Linked DNA regions of Mus musculus: region 2 is linked to region 1. The links are chromatin contacts, called in public Hi-C maps. All regions are on one chromosome and are shown on one strand. Each heading gives the region's core, a stretch centred on a gene start, on an enhancer-like site or on the middle of the called end of the contact. The rest is flanking DNA. Distances are from core to core; before and after follow the strand shown. Region 1 overlaps Mir100hg (Mir100 Mirlet7a-2 Mir125b-1 cluster host gene). Region 2 overlaps Gm35940 (a long non-coding RNA gene).

What was found. A called contact is a pair of places that touch in the nucleus more often than the background predicts.
Region 2: a contact with region 1 is called in a Hi-C map of muscle stem cells, with 2.1 times the contacts expected there. The contact joins two enhancer-like sites. A contact is called at or near these places in 1 of 484 Hi-C or Micro-C datasets (muscle stem cells), 4 of 115 datasets of contacts at active chromatin or transcription factors (the NIH/3T3 cell line, embryonic stem cells and fibro-adipogenic progenitors) and 1 of 9 other capture datasets (embryonic stem cells).

Annotation. Positions count from the first base shown.
Region 1 is chr9:41,513,312-41,517,951 of GRCm38.p6, forward strand. All of the region lies in intron 3 of Mir100hg (Mir100 Mirlet7a-2 Mir125b-1 cluster host gene), which reads left to right. Among named protein-coding and RNA genes, the nearest start is that of Mir100, 16 kb to the right of the region's middle. Within about 2 kb of position 2,065, at least 54 of the 459 cell types and tissues checked have an H3K27ac peak or open chromatin away from gene starts, as enhancers often do. A contact at or near this core is called in the NIH/3T3 cell line, fibro-adipogenic progenitors and muscle stem cells, where this site is marked.
Region 2 is chr9:41,806,464-41,811,103 of GRCm38.p6, forward strand. All of the region lies in intron 1 of Gm35940 (a long non-coding RNA gene), which reads left to right. Among named protein-coding and RNA genes, the nearest start is that of Gm35940, 3.2 kb to the left of the region's middle. Within about 2 kb of position 2,573, at least 60 of the 459 cell types and tissues checked have an H3K27ac peak or open chromatin away from gene starts, as enhancers often do. A contact at or near this core is called in the NIH/3T3 cell line, fibro-adipogenic progenitors and muscle stem cells, where this site is marked.

The sequences.
Region 1 (4,640 bases), core at 815-3,314:
AACCTCTATTGGGTTTTATACTATATTTATTTTCAAAGGATAAAATTGTATCAAAGGGATAAATAGTCTGAGTCCTTATTCAGACAGTTTAAATTCAAGCCCAAAATGGCTGCTGTCGTTTGAAGGGATTGGTCACCATGTATTCTCGTGTCAAGATACTCAACAATGTTCTCTGAGTCCTCAGAGAGAGGGCGAAGACTTTGATATTTGATTCATACAATCCTTATCTGCAACGTAACCAATGATTTCTTGTGGACACATTAACTTCTCTACATCTAGATCAGGAACTTCAAACCCAAATTCACATCCTATGGCCATAACAATCTCTACTTGGTCCAAACTGTCTAAGCCCGGGTCCTTCATAAAATGCAAATTTCTCGAGAGCTTTGCAGGGTCTGTCTTGCTGTAGATTTCCACACATATAGCACCCAGCCATTGCTTGCCTCTAACATCAAAGGGGCAAATCACTCACTGATGATGCTCTTGTGGGACTTTTCCAGACACCTCCCAGCCTTGAGGAAGGGAGTACACCCACAGTAAAGGTCATCTTAGGGTCACTTTGCAGGCGCTGAAACAAGCAGCTTCCCAAGGCCTTCCTCCTTCTGGCACAAAGACAACTTAGAACAAATAGGAGCCCATTTCAGAGCAAGCTCTGTGAACTACCCAAGTTTGGTGAGAATCAGCAATGTGCATCCTTTTCAAGAGCTGGCTAGTTTTTTCATTCCCTCAGCATGTAATCAGCTGGCCCACACAGGCTTTAGTGAGCAAGTGAAGTGGGTTCTCTTTGTTTTACTTTGGGTTTGGTTTTTCTAGCAGCTTTAGAGTTCCATACATTATAGCTAAGTTTTACATTTTGGGTTGATTTTGTATATAGTTTGTGATAAGGGTTCAATTCACTCTTCTGCATGTGTGTAAACAAATTTCCTAACCCTGCAGTCAGTCAGTCAGTCAGTCAGTCAGTCAGTCAGTCAGTCAATCTGTCTGTCTGTCTGTCTGTCTGTCTCTCCATTGTAAATCCTTTCCACCTTGTGAAAATAATACATTTACTATAAGGCATATCATTCTGGGCTTTCTATCATGCTCTGTTTATCTATGCATCTATCTGTGGTTTTATGTAGAACCACAATGTTTGGATTATTGTGGTTTTGTAGCATATTTTGAAATAACGAAGTATAATACCTCTGGCTTTGGGGTTTTTTTTTTCTTTCAATATTGCTTTGGGCATTTGGGGTCTTCTGTGTTTCCTGATGAATTTTGGGGTTTCCATTTTTCTCATTCTGTGGTGAATGACATTGGAGTTTTGATAGAGATTACATTGATCTGTGTATGTTTCTGCATGGGATGGACATTTTAGCAGTGTTATGATTTTGCTCAGTGGGTAAATTCTGTGTTTTTTTTCCATTGAAAAAGACAGAAGAGAGACAGAGATAAAGAGAGGAAAGGCGAAAGAAGGAGAGGGAAGCAAAAAAGCAAGGAGGGAGAGAGAGGAAAAGAAGCAAGGAGAAAAAAGAAGGAAGAAGAAGAAAGAGGAGAGAGGCAGAAGGAAGGAGAGGTAAGACAGGAGCAAGCAGATGGAGCCTGGTAATTAGAGTTGATCATTTTAATATATATATATATGTATATATATATATATATATGTCACAGAACATCAAGTTGTATATTCTAAATGCATACAGTTCACACAACCAGTGGCAGGAACAGAGAGAGAGAGAGAAAGAGAGAGAGAGAGTTAGAGAGAGAGACAGAGAGAGAGACACACACAGAGACACAGACAGAAGATAGACAGAGACAGATGGAGATGGAGATAGAGACAGAGGGAGAGAGAGAGAGAGAGAGAGAGAGAGAGAGAGAGAGAGAGAGAGAGAGAGAGAGAGAATTGTGTTCATAGGCAACCCCTATTTCTGAATCACCATCTCAAAGAATCTGGTTCAGAACTGGGTGGGTCCCAGGAATCTTAATGGTTACTCAACTTCCCAGGGGACTTGGCTGGGTGGTCCTGGGGCTGCACTTGAAGAAACACTCCTCTGGAATCTCAGCCTCTGAACTTTCTAACCTTGTTACTTCCCAAAGGATGATGTGGCCTCACTCCACTCAAATGTCCAAACAATACATAAGATTCTTTGTGATTCATACTTGTGTCCTTATTTTCTGACTCAACAATTAATTCCTGGTTAGGTCAGTCATTGAGCAATTTTCTTTTGCTCAGTCAGTCAGCCCCTCTCTTCTGTGTGCCAGACACTGGAGAGACAGGAATCCCAGTCCTCCCCACTGAACCCACAGAATGGCAATAGCAGTAACGATGGTTCTTCCAGCACTCTATCCATGTGCACAGTCCATGCAGCTTATGTTACTGGCCTATTTCATTCTCTACCTTTTGGTAACCTGTCATGAACCAGAACAAAATCTGAGAATATAAATATAGACAGAGAATCAGAAAGTAGTCTGCAGCTCATTTTTTACCCTTAATATATGTCTTTAAGTTCTTTGTGTCTATCTTTTTTCTTTTAATCGATTGTTCCCTCCCCTCCCCTCTTCTCCCCTCTCCCCCTTCCCCTCCCCTCCCCTCCCCTCCTCTCCTCTCCTCTCCCCCCTCCTCTCCCCCCTCCTCTCCCCCTCCCCTCCCCTCCCCTCCCCTCCCCTTCCTCTCCTCTCCTCTCCTCTCCTCTCCTCTCCTCTCCTCTCCTCTCCTCTCCTCTCCTCTCCTCTCCTCTCCTCTCCTCTCCTCTCCTCTCCTCTCCTCTCCTCTCCTCTCCTCTCCTCTCCTCTCCTCTCCTCTTCTCTCCTCTCAAAAACAGTGCTCATGCACTTTAGGCAAGCCCAGAACTTACTGTGTAGCCTAGAATGGCCTGAAACCTGATAGCAATCCTCCTGTCTCAGCCTCTAAACTTCTGAGATTACAGTGTGTACTACCATGAATGACCCAGTCTTTCTTCATAGTAGCTACAGAGAATCCCACTATGGAGGTACTGTTTTGTCTTTGACCACCATTCCCCTGATGAATTTGCATTTCACTAGTTACAAATAGTCCCCTTATAAACTTCAGAGCAAATATGATATACTCTTCTTTTAGAGGATGAGTTAAGAACAGTTAGTGATCCTGCCAGGGCTTCCCCCCCCCCCCTGACACTAGCATAGTCCTCCCTGCCTCAACACCAACAGTTCTTTCTTTATGTGTTACTACCTCCTATGATTCTCACAGGCTAAGTGCTGGACTCTGTGGAAACTACAAACTCACACCAACCTGACTTCTCTTGGGACTTCAAGTTCACCGGAGGAGTGCTAACGGAATAGACTCTAGGAGCTGTCTGGGAATGGAGGGTGGAAACTGCTCTAGAAAGAGGTGTTGAATGATTGCAAACTCACCAGTCATGCTGATCATCACTGGAGGAAGCATGTGTGTGCGTGTGCGTGTGCGTGCGTGAGACAAAGAGAGAAGGAGAGAGACAGAGAGAGGGAGAGGGAGGAGGGATTAAAGCCTGGAAAGGTGGAATGACATCTGCCTATGAGGAGTCATAGAGCATCTTGTATGTGTCTGAAAACCACCAGAGTCCTAAGCTAGTGAGCACAGTATAAATAAATACTTACCCCATTTGGCAGCTTCAGTAGAACCCTGGAAGTGAGTGGGCGATAGGGTCCTGTGTCTGTGGCAAGCAAAGATATTTGCCCTTTTAATAGCTTGGATTCTTCCTTTTTAAATGAAGAAAGTAATATCTAGTGCCTGCTCACTTGACAGGATGTTACAAGGCTTGGCTAATTTCTGTAAATGTTTTGAGCTCCTCTGAGGTATGTGTTCTGTAAATAGGGGGGTATTAATAGCAGCCGTCAGAACAGAAACAAAACTGAATTGAGCTGCAGTCATATTTCTGGGAAAGAAATACAGACACTGCAAAGTGTGAAGCCTGTTAGATCCATGGGCATTGGCCCTTCCTTAAGAGGCAGCCTGGGTTTCATATAGAACATGGTGACAGCCTAGGCCCCCATCTCCAGTGGGGAATGAGCTGGATTTTCTAACATTTAATTTCCCAGATGATTGTTGTGATTAAGAGCCCATCTGGTGCAGCCCATTTGTGAGGTGTGTGTGTGTGTGTGTGTGTGTGTGTGTGTGTGTGTGTGTGTGTGTGTGTATACAGGGAGGTGGGGATCCAGTAAGCCAGAAGTCTAACTGCAAGGAAGAGAAAATGCACAGTGCAGACACTATCATTCCAAAACCCTTTGCTAAGATGTGAAACAAGAATGTCATTACCTACACATTAGTGAGGCCGGTCAGCCATATGCCATAACAAAGGCAGTTATGGGAAGTTCTCTCTCTCTCTCTCTCTCTCTCTCTCTCTCTCTCTGTTTTTTTGCTAGCTTGGAGATCATTTATTAGTGCCTTTGTTTGTCAGCCATGGGTCTAAGAGAGACCAAGAACTGCTAAGAGGAAAATTCAGCCCTTCAACTGCAGTTGCTACAGACACACAGAATCTTACTCCTGCACGTGCATAGGGGTAGTTATTTAGGCACAGGCACCCTGGATTTTTGTCATTCACTTGCATATATTATCCCCCTCCATACACAAAGAAAGCTATGAGCAGAGAGTGGAGGCAGCCATATGTTAGTGTTCATGTCTTCATGGCCCCTTAAGAGGGAGGGGAGCTCTC
Region 2 (4,640 bases), core at 1,323-3,822, 290 kb after region 1:
CTCTGTGAGGCAACGAGTCGAGTCGTTTCTACCTGATATCCTTCAGGCTACATCATTTCTTTTGTCTCAGGTTTGAGTCCTTTCCTTCAAAGTCAAAGTTACAACACCCTAGAACTAACACGTGCTTTTGGCTCACAAAGGTCAATTCTGGCTCTCAAATTCAACCACCTCATAGAGTTCACCAGGCTAAATAGTTTGCCTTTCTTTGCAAAGAGAGAACTAAGTCTTCTGAAGTAAGAGATGCATAGAGACTTGTGGGTCCGATTCTGTCCTAAGTAACTCAACACGGATTGTCCAGCATTCTGCAGACAAGCCCAAGGCCTTCATTCTTCCTTCCTCATACCACGGGACCTTATAGCAGAGTTTCTTGAACACTTCCTACTCACTAGCCTCCTCCACTGGATGAAACATTTACATAACCCTAAGTATGTAAGTGTATAAGATAGATCTACAGATCAAATATATTTACTGATAAATCATAAAGAAAATTGTTTTAAAACAATTCTTTGTTATCCACATAATTGTAGCATTATTAAAGATGGAAGAAAACTGATGATATAAATGTGTCTCTTTATTTTTATATAAACAGTTAAATCATGCTCGAATAGTTGATACTATGGGATGTTCAGCATCTTCAATGTTTTTCAGAGTTGATCTATATTTTGACTTTATGATTATCAATGCTGAAAATCTGCTTCACAAAAACATATAGACTAAAGCAGAAATAAATTTAGGAGTATTTCAGAAACTGCTGGCAAATATCCAAATCCCAAGCCAAAATCCATTGGGTAACTTTTTATGAGACTGAAGGCAGCAACTCAAAAACCAAACATTCACACAGTACAATCCAGGGATACACAAACTTGATACAAACATGGTGAGAAACAATGCTCAAGAAACATTAAAAATCTTTATTTGCATGAATTAATTCATCATGTTTCCATAAGATCAGAAAATGTTGCTTGAGTATCAAAAACTCTGCAGTGCATAGCATGCAATAGCCTCAAATATGGAAGAGGTACTGCAGGCAGCCGTCGCTGGTGCTCGGTGGTGTGACACCCTGTGCAAGTATGACATTGTGTGCAAAGTGAATACGTTGTGTGTTTAGGACCAAGTCTGCAGTGAAGTCATGTGATACAGTACAGGCAAACTCTGCAAGAAACACCTCAGGTTCACCATAGGGTTGGTTTTAAATTAATTTTGATGGTTATGTGCTTGAGAGCCGTACATCACTGCTAAAATTTTCTGATCCCCACATTCAGCTACACCCATGTTTTAAGAAGCTAAAGGCCTGATGTGGTGGTTTGAAGAGACGGGTTTGAAGATCTTATATTTGAACGTGTAGACATCAAGGAGTGGCACTATTTGAAAGGATTAGGAGGTGTGGCCTAATTGAAGGAAGTGTGTCACTGGAGATGGGCCTAGTTGCTCTGTCTTCCTGCTGCCTGTGGATCCACACGTGAAGTTCATAGCTTCATTTCCAGCACCATGAATACCTGTGTGCTGTCATGCTTCTACCATGATAATGGATGAAACCTCTGAACTGTAATTTCAGTTAAGTGTGTGTGTGTGTGTGTGCATGTGTGTATACATGTGCATATATGAATGCCCATGGCCATCCTGTCTTTTCACAGCAATAGAGCACTAAGAAAGAAGACCATAATATTGAGGTTTTACCTTCAATGTAATTTTTCATGCCTACTTCTCACTGAATCACTATAAAGAAGCCAAAGAAAAATCTTCCTGAGCAGTGCCTGCCTTAATTTTCTTACTGTAAGAATCACACACCTACTCAGCCCATCTGTCATTATAGCAATGTTAAAAAGTGACATTCTTAAGGTGTAACAATGAAGATTTAAGTGAGGCCCATGTTTCCAAGTGAAGCCCTAATGTTTGATTCAGATCCAGTGATTTGAATCAAAATATTTCCATGGGAACCTGCAGCCAGCCTGAAATACTTACTCCCAAATTGAATAAATCTTTTTTTTAATAAGTTCTGGGTTTTGTTTGTTTATTTTTTATTTGCTCTCTAAACCAATACAATGAACTGAAAGACAGTTTTAAAAACAATACTGACACATGCAGATAAAAGCTGTCCTTTCTAAACAGTATTTAAACAATAAAATTAAATTTCTTTGAGCATCAATTCCCTGAGCTGTAGACAGTGTCTAGTACAATGGAGAACAAATGGATGAGTGAATGAATGAAAAAAAAACTTTGTTTAAATGAAAGATTTATAAGATCTGAAGAGAAAGCAGACTATGAAAGACTTTCAAAACTTGTGTTCAGTGGCCAGTGATGAACTGATCAATAAGAAAGAGCCAGAAATGGTAACACATGAAGCTGGGAAACTCACAAAGTCTATCTTAAGATAGCATTAAGAAGAATACTGAAGGAAGAAGTCAGCCTATTGGGTCAGAAGATCAGGGTCACCAGAATTGTTATCATAGACTACCACAAACTGATTCAACTAATTTTCCGCTGAGCAATGCATTCCAGGGCTTTTGAAAGTCCCCACACTTCACAGCATGCTTCCCCAGCAGGAAGGGCCCCTTAAACATAATTTGATTCAGTCCATGTGTTTAGAAGAAAAAGGCAAAGACCCAAAGCAGTGGTGTAGCATGCCCGAGGTCACACAGTTATGTAGCCACCCACTCAATGTTCCTTCCAGGGCACCATGGTACCATGCTAAGAGTTCGTGGAAGGGATGGAAAGCCAGGATAGTGAAAAGCAGGATTCTAGACACAGAAGAGCTACTTAAGAAAGGATGGGCTCTAAGGATTCAGAGTGAGTGGGGAAAAACAGGAAAGAATGTAAAACATTGATGTAAAGGAGCCTCAAGACTCCCCGCAGAGCAAGAGGGACACAAGAACTTGGTTGATAAACATATGGAGAAGGAACATGGCTATAAATCCAGTTGGGACACTTCCTTTTCAAAGGATCTGTCCCAAACACAGCAATGTCACAGGAATGCAGGCTGCTTTGCTGTTGGCTGGAAGAAAGAGAAAGTGGCTTGAGCCACGCCTCATAGCAAGCATTTCCGAGTGAGATTCCATCATCCCAAGCGGTGCCAGAACCACCAAACCACCAAGGACCATGGGGAAATGACTGGCTACTCTGATCCAAGCAGAACCAAAGGATTGAGATGTTCCAGGAGTTGCTTTTAAAGAAAGTTTTCCCCTGCCCTACTGAGAAGAGAAAACCCATGAAGAAGGGAGAAATGGAGCTGTGTTACAATTCATCAGTAAAGCAGGAGAGCGAGAAAGGCAGGAACAAGGCGGCTTATATACTTTCCATAGCATGAAAACCTGTGGGCCTGGAAGGGAATGCAATGAGAACTTTTGACATAGACAGCCAAGATTTGGCTGCTGGACTGTTGGAATAGCTGCAGACACAGGGAAGAGTGAAACATGCAGCCTCCTAAGGGCTGGCATAAGAACATAGCCCGGACAAGAAGACAGGCAGCCAAAAGCCTAATTGCCTTAAAGTTCAGGTCGAGCCTGGAGACCCAGTGCTAGAACTTTGCCCAAATGAGGGAAATGGGGCTTCTGTCTAATGAACTCAATCAGGCAGATGGACCCTCTCACTTTCTACACTGTGTTCAGACTGTCGGAGATCAAGATAAACCACGGTCGCTCTGAAACAGTCCTTTCTCCTTTGCTCTGCCTGTCAATGGCCTCATAACCTTCAGACCTTTTTGAATGTTCTGTAGGAGCAAGCCGAGAATGATTGGACAACCAGTTGTTTTGTTCTGTTTTGTTTTTTGTTTTTAATGCATGTAGTGACTTCTTGAGGATTCTAATTAGGAGATGATAAACATGTAGGACCTTAGATCAAGTGTGTGAAGCATCAAGCCGCCTTCCATCACTACACTCTGCACACACACAAAGCAACAACTAAGGTGTTGAAAGAGACAATTGTGCCACACTGGCATGACTTTTATGTACATAAACTGACTATACCCTTAATTTCACCATTATATGGAAGGGGAAACTTAGAGATTAGAAGATTTAAATTCTTCCTTGGGTTATATAGTCATGCCAATCCGGTTTATCAACGTTGAACCACTTTACTATTTGCCATGTCTCCCTCAGCCTTTTAAGGCAATAAATGCTACACTTTAAATATATATTTATGTATATACACACACACACATATATATGTATATATGTGTGTATATATATATGTGTGTATATATAATCTACATTATAGTTATATATTGATGAAGTGGAACAAATACCTGGGATGAAGTAACAGTCTGGAAAACCAGATTCTCATCAGAACTGGGGCACTTAATGCTGGGGATGGACAGTATTTAAAATCTCTCGCCCTGCTTGTCTGCTTCCACATAAAGCCATAATGCTTCACCTCAGAGATGCATTCCATCTCCCACAGATTGATTCGGACAGAGCCAGTGTCATTAATTAATTAAGAGAACGCATTTTTCTGACCATCACACTCTACTGACAGGATAATTCTTTCATCTTCATGTGGAGGGACCAGTAAGACAGCAAGCACTTCTGTGTCTAAGTCTCAGGGTCCCGCACCTGCGACCTTTGCCTCTATGATGTCACTTTCCATCGTTCAGGACCTCCGTGTCTCTCCTCCCAACTCTTTGATAACATTTCTCAGAATCACTT